Regions from separate parts of the Anser cygnoides genome. Here all the other regions are linked to region 2. Evidence: chromatin contacts called from public Hi-C data. All regions are on one chromosome and are shown on one strand. The core of a region is the stretch at or near the end of the contact, and the rest is flanking DNA. Distances in the headings are between cores, read along the strand shown.

The links. A called contact is a pair of places that touch in the nucleus more often than the background predicts.
Region 1: a Hi-C map of liver shows a contact between it and region 2, with 4 times the contacts expected there. The contact joins the promoter of GADD45G here to the enhancer-like site in region 2. A contact is called at or near these places in 2 of 7 Hi-C or Micro-C datasets (both in liver).
Region 3: a Hi-C map of liver shows a contact between it and region 2, with 2.0 times the contacts expected there. The contact joins two enhancer-like sites. A contact is called at or near these places in 2 of 7 Hi-C or Micro-C datasets (both in liver).

Annotation. Positions count from the first base shown.
Region 1 is chrZ:38,232,625-38,235,788 of Taihu_goose_T2T_genome, forward strand. It overlaps GADD45G (growth arrest and DNA damage inducible gamma), which reads right to left and starts at 1,781. Exons shown (of 4, transcript XM_048046132.2): 1 at 1,606-1,781; 2 at 1,389-1,490; 3 at 1,079-1,292; 4 at 38-715. The coding sequence starts at 1,658. The coding sequence ends at 605.
Region 2 is chrZ:38,053,027-38,056,473 of Taihu_goose_T2T_genome, forward strand. No RefSeq gene overlaps it. Among named protein-coding and RNA genes, the nearest start is that of GADD45G, 180 kb to the right of the region's middle. Within about 2 kb of position 1,400, at least 1 of the 3 cell types and tissues checked has open chromatin away from gene starts, as enhancers often do. A contact at or near this core is called in liver, where this site is marked.
Region 3 is chrZ:38,189,412-38,192,846 of Taihu_goose_T2T_genome, forward strand. No RefSeq gene overlaps it. Among named protein-coding and RNA genes, the nearest start is that of GADD45G, 43 kb to the right of the region's middle. Within about 2 kb of position 1,265, at least 1 of the 3 cell types and tissues checked has open chromatin away from gene starts, as enhancers often do. A contact at or near this core is called in liver, where this site is marked.

The DNA of each region.
Region 1 (3,164 bases), core at 531-3,030, 180 kb after region 2:
ATGCTTCCCCACCCAGTAAGCAAGACACTCCCAGAAATTAATTGTCAAAAATTTATTATGAAAGCTTCAATAGCAGCAAGTATTTCAATAAAAATTATTGCATTATTAAACCAGTTCTGCAGAGCAGCCCAGAGGCCTGTTGAAGTCTGTCTGCTTTAAAAGTCTCTATATATCCCCTTTAGTCTCTAATAGTCCATCAAATACTGGAACTTCCTTCTCTCCACGTTTTATAGACAGTGCCAACAGTTCTAGTCACAGTACTCTGTCCAGTCCTTCTGTAAAGTTTTGGCCCACTTCCCCCAACTTTCTCTGTCTTCTGAAACAGCTCCTCTCGACCAGGAAACTTGCAATACTTGTTTCAGTTCCATGGTATGTCAGCCTCTCCGCTGCAGCTGCAGGCTACTGAGGCACACTGGTGGGGTAAGCTGTTCTTTTCCTCTTTCTCCTCCGTAAGAGCCCACTGCATGCCAGTCTGAGTGACCTTAATCCAGTCTCTTGACCAGGCTAATCCATGGAATCAGCAGCTTGTTGCACACTTCGGTGAACCAACACCACGTTGAGAATGCAACAAAGGTTTCAGCTTCCCCAGTGCACTGGGTCACCATCACTCGGGCAGGGTGATGGTTGGCACCCACTCATTGACGTTTCTGCTCTCTTCACAGAAGAATTTCAGCTTCTCTAGAGCTGGGTCCTTCCAGCCATCCTCATTCGGGTTCTGCCAGAGGAAAAAAAAAAGTTGCATACCATGAGAACTGCCTGCCAACTGAAGTCATGACATTATTTACAGAAGCATTAGCTTAGTAAGTGAGGTATTTTCAGATAACTTCTGTCCCAGCACGGGGAAAGCAGGAAGCAGAGCTGTCACCCTTGTGGGCAGAGGAAATCCACAGTTACGAGAAATGCAGCCTACTACTACTACTCAGCAGATTGGCTCTTGGGCACATGTGCCAAGTCCCCTTTCTCTGCCCAGAAGGGGATCCAGCCACCTGCAGCAACGTGGCCACCCCATGCAGAGGCCGGTGCCGAAAGCAGCAGTGCAGAGAGCCCCCCCAGCCCCTCACCACCCAGGAATACCCACCGTGATGAGGATGCAGTGGAAGTCCCGCGGTTCCCCGTCCTCCTCACTGGCCCCCACAACAGCCGCCAGCTTGGTCACGTCGTTGACCCGCACGATGTCGATGTCGTTCTCGCAGCAGAAGGCCTGGATGAGGGTGAAGTGAATCTGCAGGGCGATGTCCCCCTCGTCCTCCTCATCGGCCGCCAGCACGCAGAAAGCCACGTTGTCGGGGTCGCTGCAAGAGGCGAGGCGCGGCGTTAGGCTCTGCGGACCGTGCTTGCGGCCAACCCCTCCCGGCCCGGCCCGGCCGGGCCCCCGCCGCCCTACTTACACATTCATCAGCTTGGCCGACTCGTAGACGCCGGCCGTGAGGCAGCCGCGGCGCTGCGCCGACACCAGCAGCTCGTGGAGGGCCTTGCCGGCGCCCTGCATCCTGCGGGGGGGAGACGGGCACGGTCAGTCAGCGCGGCGCCAACGGCCTCACCGCCGCCCAACCGCCGCAACGGCCGCCCAACCGCCGCCCCACCGCCAGCAGCGCCGCCACCTACCAGTCGCTGCCCGCGGGCACCGGCTCCTGTCCGTGGGTCTCCTCCAGAGTCATAGCAGCGAGCGGGCGGACAAGGACAAGCCGCGGCGGCGGCGGCGCCGATCGCTCCCAGCCGGCCCCGAGCCTCCCGCTCCGCTCCTCACCGCCCGCCGAACCGAGCGGCTCTGGGCCGCCCGTCCGCCGCCCGCCCCTATTTATAGCCCGCGCGGCCGCGGCGCCGGCAGCTGGCGGCGGTTGCCGCGCTCCCATTGGCCGGCGGCGGGGAAGGGGGAGGGGGCTTTTGTCATGCTAATCGGCGCGCGCGGGCTGAGGGCGGGAGGGAGCGGGCGGCTCGTGCCGGCAGGACACGTGGGGAGGGGGAGGGGCGGCGGGGGCACGCGCCGGGCGGGGAAAGCCCGCGCGCGGCGGGGGGGGCGGGGGGGGGGGAGGGTCTGTGAGGGCCCGGCCGTGCGGGGACCCGGCACACGGAGCGTGCCTCAGCGCCGCGTGCGTTCACGGCCCTTTTGCGTCTAAAAACACCTCACAAGTTTTCAGAAAACCATCCCCGGGCCCCCACAGAGGTGAGACGGCAGCCGTCCCCACTCGCTGAGCGCAGCGTACGCAGCGCGTTCCGTAAAAAAACACACTCAGTGCGTCTCCCCCCTGTATTCTCCGGGTACGTGCACGGGGAGGAGCGCAGCAGGGCAGGTCAGAAACCAGCAGCCTTGGGCAGGGCCCACCGGACCGAACACCTGCTGCAAGCACCGGAGGGCTGGCCATGTGCTGCAGCCTCAGTGCGCCGTGAAACAGATGGGAAACCCAGCACTGACTCAGCGCTCTGAAAGACGCCTGTTATAGCTGTGATTTCACCGAGCTTCCCATCACGGTGGAAATTAAAGTTGCTTAAAATGGATAGAAATTAGTAGGCCAAAGCAACTCATAGCATGTGTAGTAGGTTAACGTATGTAAGCACCGAAGTAATAAACTCACGTATGCAAGCATATTGACACAGCAATCCTTTCACACATAGTCTTCCATTTTTTTGCTTAAAAACCTTGGAGTCGGGGCCACAGCAATCTTTTCACATGTAGGCTTCCATTTTTTGCTTAAAAACCCAGCACCCTGGCGTCAGGGCTTCCCCTCGTCGCAGTTTTCAGATCGCTCCATTATTCCCGTGTCTCCTAGCACAGATGGTGCTGAAGGCCACGGAGCATGACCAGACACCCGATCCAGCTTATTTCAAACCACGGTGTCAACACCGGGCCTCCAGAGCAGCCAGGGAGGTGCACGAAGGGAGCTGTACCTGCTCCTGGTCCCTTCCCTCTTTTTTCTATGGTTTTGAAACAGTCAGCTCCTCGGACTTCGTAGTCTACTGAGCAAACTCCATCTTAAGTGGACATCATGCTCCACTGCTCGCTTTCTTGGTCTTCGCCTCCCATGTCTTTAATATATACATAAAAGAAAAAAAAATCATCTTTTTCACTTTTTAGTATTGCTGCCCACAAACACCCAAGTAAGCGTGCTGATTGTTTTCCTCTGACAGTGGAAGTTACACCCCCCATTGTCCTAGGACACTTGAAC
Region 2 (3,447 bases), core at 150-2,649:
TTTAAATTGCCAAATTACAGGTAATCCACAGCATATATATATATATATATTTTTTTTTTAATATGCACACAAATGCATTTGCACATTCTTACAAAAATAATGTCCCCCAAAAAATTCCTTAATTACACCTGAAAAACTTCAAATCCATTATAATTAATGTCTTCTGGCCTTTGGCCTAACACTGTGATACAAATTACAATACTGGCCTGAACTCAGAAAGGTCCATAACTGTTTTAAAAGAAGTTGTGCATGTGCTGTATATGTCAGGTGTTTTAAATTATAGAGGAGATGAAAATGGAATGGAGAATATCCTGGACAATTGCTGATTTTTCATGCATATGTAGACTGAATAACTTGTACTGGAAGAGCAAATAGAAAAATGTTTGATTCTACAGGGCCTAGAGGCTTACTATTCCCCGGGAGCAAGAGGTGTTTAAATGAGATCAATATGTCAGAATACTGTTGACAGATTTATTTTATCTTTTAGTCTGAGACTGCAGAAGAAGAAAGTTGTTATTGGTATGCTTTGGAAGATACTGTTTCAGAAGACCAGATTTGGCCAAACAATTTGTACTTGACACATTAAAGCAGCCACTAACCACTAAGCAGCTGGCTTTTCTGTAAATTTAGTTATTGATCCCCAGGTCTTAACAAACTAGAACACCTGTTGCAATAGCAGAATTGCAACAGAAGTACTACTGTGGTACGTGTGACCAAAGTTTTCGTACTCCAGACTTAATTTTTATTAAATAATCTGATGCTTATGCAAGTTCTCAAGTTGAAAATATTGGAAAGTGATTTTTATCCATGCCTACCTCCAACAAAATGGTTAGGCATGTGCCTAACTTGGTAGGCATGGCAGCTGCTACTGATTACAAGCTTTATATGATCTCTGATATTTTCGCTGGGCACTAGATAGAAACTTTAAATGCACATGCACATACACCTCTGTATTGTGGTAGTGGCACAGACTCTGTATTTGCCTTCCTCCAAACAACCAGATCCAGAGGACAAGACTAGGATGGACTGCCAACGGCTGGTCCCTTCAAGCTTTCCCTGCAGGCCGGCCTGAGGCAGGGCTACTCTGCGTAAGGACGACTCATGCAATACAGGCTGCATACTCCGGAAGTGATTTAAAACAGCTCACCGGCATTTCAAGAGGGCTTTGGTGTTCAGAAGACGCCCACCTGCACAAATTTGCTCCCATTATTGCAGTGAAATGTAAAGGTCCTACTCAGCATAATCGTCCCTTTTTTCCTAGACCTTGCAAAGATGCAAGGCATGTCTTGGAGTGCAGCAAGAGAAGGACAAACAAGACTAAGAGTACAGTAATAATATCACAGCTTCAGAAAAAAGAGTGATGAAAACATGCTCATGAGGTCACTATTCTTCCCTTCCCTCTGTCCCAAAGCTGTTTCAGATATACCCAGACTATTCCTGACTGCTGTTTGCCCAACTTGTAAAGCCTCTGGTGATGAAGACACTACACTCTCCCTAGGCAAGTCATTCCAGCTCTTCTCTGTCCTGGACAGGGAAGACATACTGTTCCTTTGTTTTTCACAGCAGCCTTCTACGTATTTCAAGAGCGGTTACATGTATTAGCTTTGTTAAGAACCTTGATTCTGACTGAGTTAACAGTTGGTTTATTTTTTCAGGCAAATATTGATTGCTGGCCCGTGTCCTGTGTATTTTCAAACACTCTCCTATCTTCTTTTGATTTGCCATGCTCCCTGAAGCCAGGAGTTCAGGACTCACACTTCAATCCTTACACACTCCTGTTCTCCCAAATGCACAGGTTCAGGCAGGAGCAGCAGCACGTGTTAAGCCCATACTGCTCACCGGATATTGGTACAGAGGATCCACAGGTCTTCTCACCACCAGTGGAGGGTCCAGAGGAAATACAGCTGAATTTCAGAAACCCATCTAAGTATAACGATTTCTTTTATTTTTTCCTAATAATATTTTTCCTAATTTCCTAAACAAATCCACTGCAACAGGAACCTTAGGAAATAGCCATAGTACTTCTCAAAAGCCTTCAGAAAAATTTTGTCTTGGGCTGACACCAGTGCCCACATGAAGTTACTAGGCTGTCGTGAAAGCACTGCCACTCACAGACACACTGCTGGTGGGATGCCAGTGCACTGAACTGCTGGGACAGGGGCAGGGAAAGCTGCACCAGTTGTGAGGCCCAGCTGTGACTCTGCCTTCGAGCCCGGCCTTTCATGTGCAGCTGTGGGGTTTACCGTCGAAGGGAAAAAAAAAAAAAAAAAAACAAGAAAAAAAAAAGGAAAATTGTATATTTGTTTAAAACATCTTAGGAAACAGCGTTTTTTTGAACACATTCAGTAAAATGTTGAGTACATTGGAGTTTTGAAATGTTATTGTTCGCACAGGCACTTTCAAGGCCCTGTGTATTTGAGCTATGACACAGTCAATTACTTAATCAAATGCTTTTTTCCCTGTAAAAAATGAAGAGTGGGGAAAAAAAAAAAAAAAAGAAAAGGCTGAAATAAAGTTGAATAACAGTCACCAATGCACTGCCATTTTCTCATCTTCAAACACTTGGGTGAAGAACCCTACACAACAGTCTCTGAACGTGCTCTGTAAGCAGTTTAGTTATGCACTAATTTTCAAAAGCTTACGCTATAGGGATTACAAACATACAAAGCATATCACTACAAGCCATTTTATAATGGAACTTCTCCAGACTTCACTGGAACAACCTTTCCCTGTTCAGAATATTGTTTTTAATCACATGACAAATTTTCCGCCAAAGACTGACAGTCTTCAGACACATTGCTCTCCAAAACCAACCTCCTTTGCCAGAATACAATAGGAAATATACTAGCAGCCTTAATGAGACTCCTCTGCTCATCTGCAGAGTTTCAGGGCCTGGATGGAGAATGTGCAACTGCCTTAGCTCATTTCTCTATGTTTCCCCCTTCACTTCCATTATGAACAACATGATCATGCAGGCTATCTCCATGTCTGCTAACTCCTGCATTCCCTCTTTCCCAGGGCTCATACCCCACCAACCCAGCCAGATTTCCTCCTCTTCCTCCAAGGCAGCACCAGCAGAGGGAGCATTTAGAGCATGTAGACACAAACCCTCCTTGCTCTGGCCCATTATAGTGACTCACTGCTTGATGAATTTTCAAAAATTCATCAGCCAAATTAATCTTCACCACATGTCTAAGCTCAGGAGAATAAATTAGAAGAGAAGAGAGGAAATGCATCCCTGACTTGAAGGCGACCTTTGCTAAATCTCTCCTACAGAGCTTGGTTATGTCTACAGTGGTAAGATTTTGATTCCAATTTCTTTGTGAAAAAAAAGATATATATTCCCCTTCTAATTATTGGGAACAGCAGCAATATTTTCAGTTGGAACATATCCAAAAAGGAAGACAAATTCAGCAAGACATCTGCTTTGGAAAAGTTATTCCTTTC
Region 3 (3,435 bases), core at 15-2,514, 140 kb after region 2:
TTCTGCAACTAATGACCAGTTGGAGATTAAGCTGTAGCAAGTGAAATCTCTTGTGCACAATCTCCATAACACTGCAGTCACTGTAATTTGCACAAGCAACATTTACCTGTTGCTCGGAGTTAGGACAGTCTGCAATGCGAATTGAGGTTCTTTACACTAGTGTCTCAAAATAGTGAGGCTGAGCAACAACTTTATTTCTTTGAGTAATGTGTTGGACAACAGAGACTAAGGAAAAAGCGAGAGTACTTCATCTCTCCAGAAGCTTTAAGCTAAAATGTAGGTAAGAAGCAATACCCTTTGGACTAAGCATGCACAGATCAGCAAGGCAAACAAGTGCATCGCTGCTCAGCCTGGTGAGCTGCGCCTCCCAGAAGACCAGCCCCAGAGGTCGAGCAGATTGGGCCAGCTGATATTCACCTGCTCACCAAACGAGACAGCAAGAGGCAGAGAGAAAACAAATGGGACCCCATTGCTGCTGAACTGATGTTATCTGCGGGCAGCTGTGCCTTTTGTGCAAGGAGCACACAGTGCCACAATTTGCAAATGTCACTGATGAATTGCTGCTGTCTCTGCAGCGCATTGTGAAGGACTGCCTGCTCTTAATTACCAGGACTTTGTCTTTTTGTAGCAGTAATGCAGTAATGTCATTTAGTAATGAGTAAACCTAGTCCCTTCGACAATTAACTTCACATTAAACAAAACCTTCCCTGCCTTTTTCACATACTAGCGTATGGAGAAGAAATTGTGTGGTGATTGCAGTTTTTGGCTCAGATTTCTTAAATGGATCACACGAGCATCACTACAGATGGAAAAAGACAACCTAAGGTCTAGATTCAGCAGTACGTTTGAAGATATCAGGACAGGGGATCAATTTCAGGTCATTACAGGATGATGGTCAGCTCTAGGAGCAAACCAAACAAGAGATATAGGAAATTAAGACTCTCGTATTTCAAAAAGACTTTAGTTAAACACACTTCTGGCTATGAGCCACAAAATCTAGCTGCAAGGTGTGTGTCTTGGTTTCAATCCCAAACTCAAAAACTCTCATCATGGACACTCTTATTCCTTCGACAAGGAGAATTAATAGTCAGTCATTATAAGGCATTAATGAATTAATCTCCATTTTTTAACTTCTCACATTCTTCCTCTGCTGACTATGGGTTACTAGTAGTGAGGGTGCAACTTGACCTGTTATATACAGATAATGCTGAACCAGAGCAGTCACCCTCGTTCCAGTTTCAAAAACAAATTGTTCCAAAGGTCTTGGCTTAGGACTTGTATTTCATGCCCCACCACATTGTACAAAAGGAACAGTTTCAAATTTGCAGTATGAATGATATTGTGTCATAATACCCAGTAAGTGAGAAGTGAAGAGTGCTGCCTTGTGAGCTGATATCTCCGCTTACTCCCCTTGTCTAGAAACAGTTGTATTACTGCTTTTCCCCCTCTAAACAGCCAACATAAATGCCAGGAATGGTTGTTATTCTTCATGCTACTCTCAGCAAATTCTTCACTACTTTTTTTTTTTTTTTTTTTTTTTTTTTTCTGTGACCAAATAGAATTGATGTGGCTGGGACAAGAGGTACCAGACAGTAGTCCCACTTCAGATCAGAACAAGTGGTCAGGTGAACTGCATTTTTAGACATTCACTGCTAAATCAGACCATTTTCACAAGGCACTGTATGTAAGTCCTTTCTGCACCTTGCAGAGTTTGTGCATGTCTTTTTGATCTTCTGAATGCTTTGCAGGAGACTGGTCACAGCCTCAAGTTTCTGAGAAGCTCCCAGTCTGTACTTTGAACAGGCTGGCACATGAACACTGTACAAACAGCAGGGAGAGCACAGAACAGCCTCAGCCCGTGTTGGCTTGGCAGGACACTGACACCACAAGTAAGCTCAGTATTTTCTTAGGTTAACACCACAGAGATTAACCTTGGAATGTCTTGAACTACTGAAACTTCTTTAACTACTCTTTTTTTTTTTTTCTTTTCCATCTGAAACTATAGAGTATGCCCTTTTATTCCCTGTAACAACAATCTGACATACTTACAGTTTTGGCAAACTATCAAGGATTAATTTGACACCTGTGTTGAATGCCCAAGAGTGATTCAAGTTTTACAGCAGTGACTATGGCCCAGATTACCATTTTACACCTGTTTTATATCGAATTGTTTCTGCCACCATCCATGGTGTCACGCCAGCTGTAGTTCTTTGTTTGACCAAAGAGAAGACGGTGCTGTATAATTATCAAAGGGAATTCTGGCATCTCTAATTCAAACAGGATCAAAATATCAGTCCTTAACAGTGGTTCCAAGTGCACTTTTTTTTTTTTTTCATCTTTAGCATATTTTTGTCCATGCTCTGTATTCTGTTTTTCAGACATACACGCATATGATTTTATCACCCCAAATTCCTTGTTTTCTGGGAATGACAACACAGTGCTTAGGTAGAATGCAGTCTCTCTCAAATTTTAGCACAAATCCAAGCTTTTACCTTCAAATGACTTCAAAATCATATAGAAAAAAAAAATCATAATTTGAGTGAAAACAAATGCACATGCTTTCACTGAGTTGATCTCTACAGAATCATGTCACAGAAAAATGGAAAGAAAAAAAATTTAAATGCAACTACAGTGGCTTAAATATATGCTGTAAATACAACTAATGGTTCTATTTAATAATAATAATAATAAAGGACCAGTAATCCTATGAAATAAAAAGACATCTTCCATCTGGATGCACAGGATTTTTTAGGTGATGTACAGGACCATTGCTCATATGCCAGTATTTTCTTCATGTTCTGTAGACAAGGCTGGAATGCCGATCTAACTGGTGAGTACAAAGACACTGCCTGGGAGGTGTCACGCTACATCACGCTGATGATAACCTGACATCCGCCGTAAAAGAGGCATTTTACAAGAGTGTGATCCAACCACCTAAACCCAGTCCGTGTCTGGCTCTGTGTCGCCCAACCTCCTCCTCCCTAAAGAAGGCAGAAAATGACTGTTCAGGCAAGCTGGGCTCTTCGAGGAGCCAAAACCTTCCTCTGTGCATGGCACAACCCTCTTGTCAGCAGCCAGCCCATGAAGGATGGCCATGAGCTGGGATCCTGCCCCAGCTCAGCCATCCTTTTGTGCTGAAGGCACCACAGACTTCTTCAGACAAATTACTGGGGTTATCTGAGGTTTTATCAGTGATTAAATGACTAATGACAGCCACGTCTATGCTGTGGGGTGGTTTTGTTTTGCCTTTTTCCCTACTGTTCTTATCCTTTTGCAAAGTCATCTTGGAAGCATAAAGCAGTAATAAATTCATTAATATTTCTGTCATTTTGGTGTTTGGGGCCTATATACTTCAAATTTCACCATCTCACATGCAGCTTGATCTGCTTTAGTTACTCCCTTCTTTGACCATAACACGGTCCATCATGAAGTCCA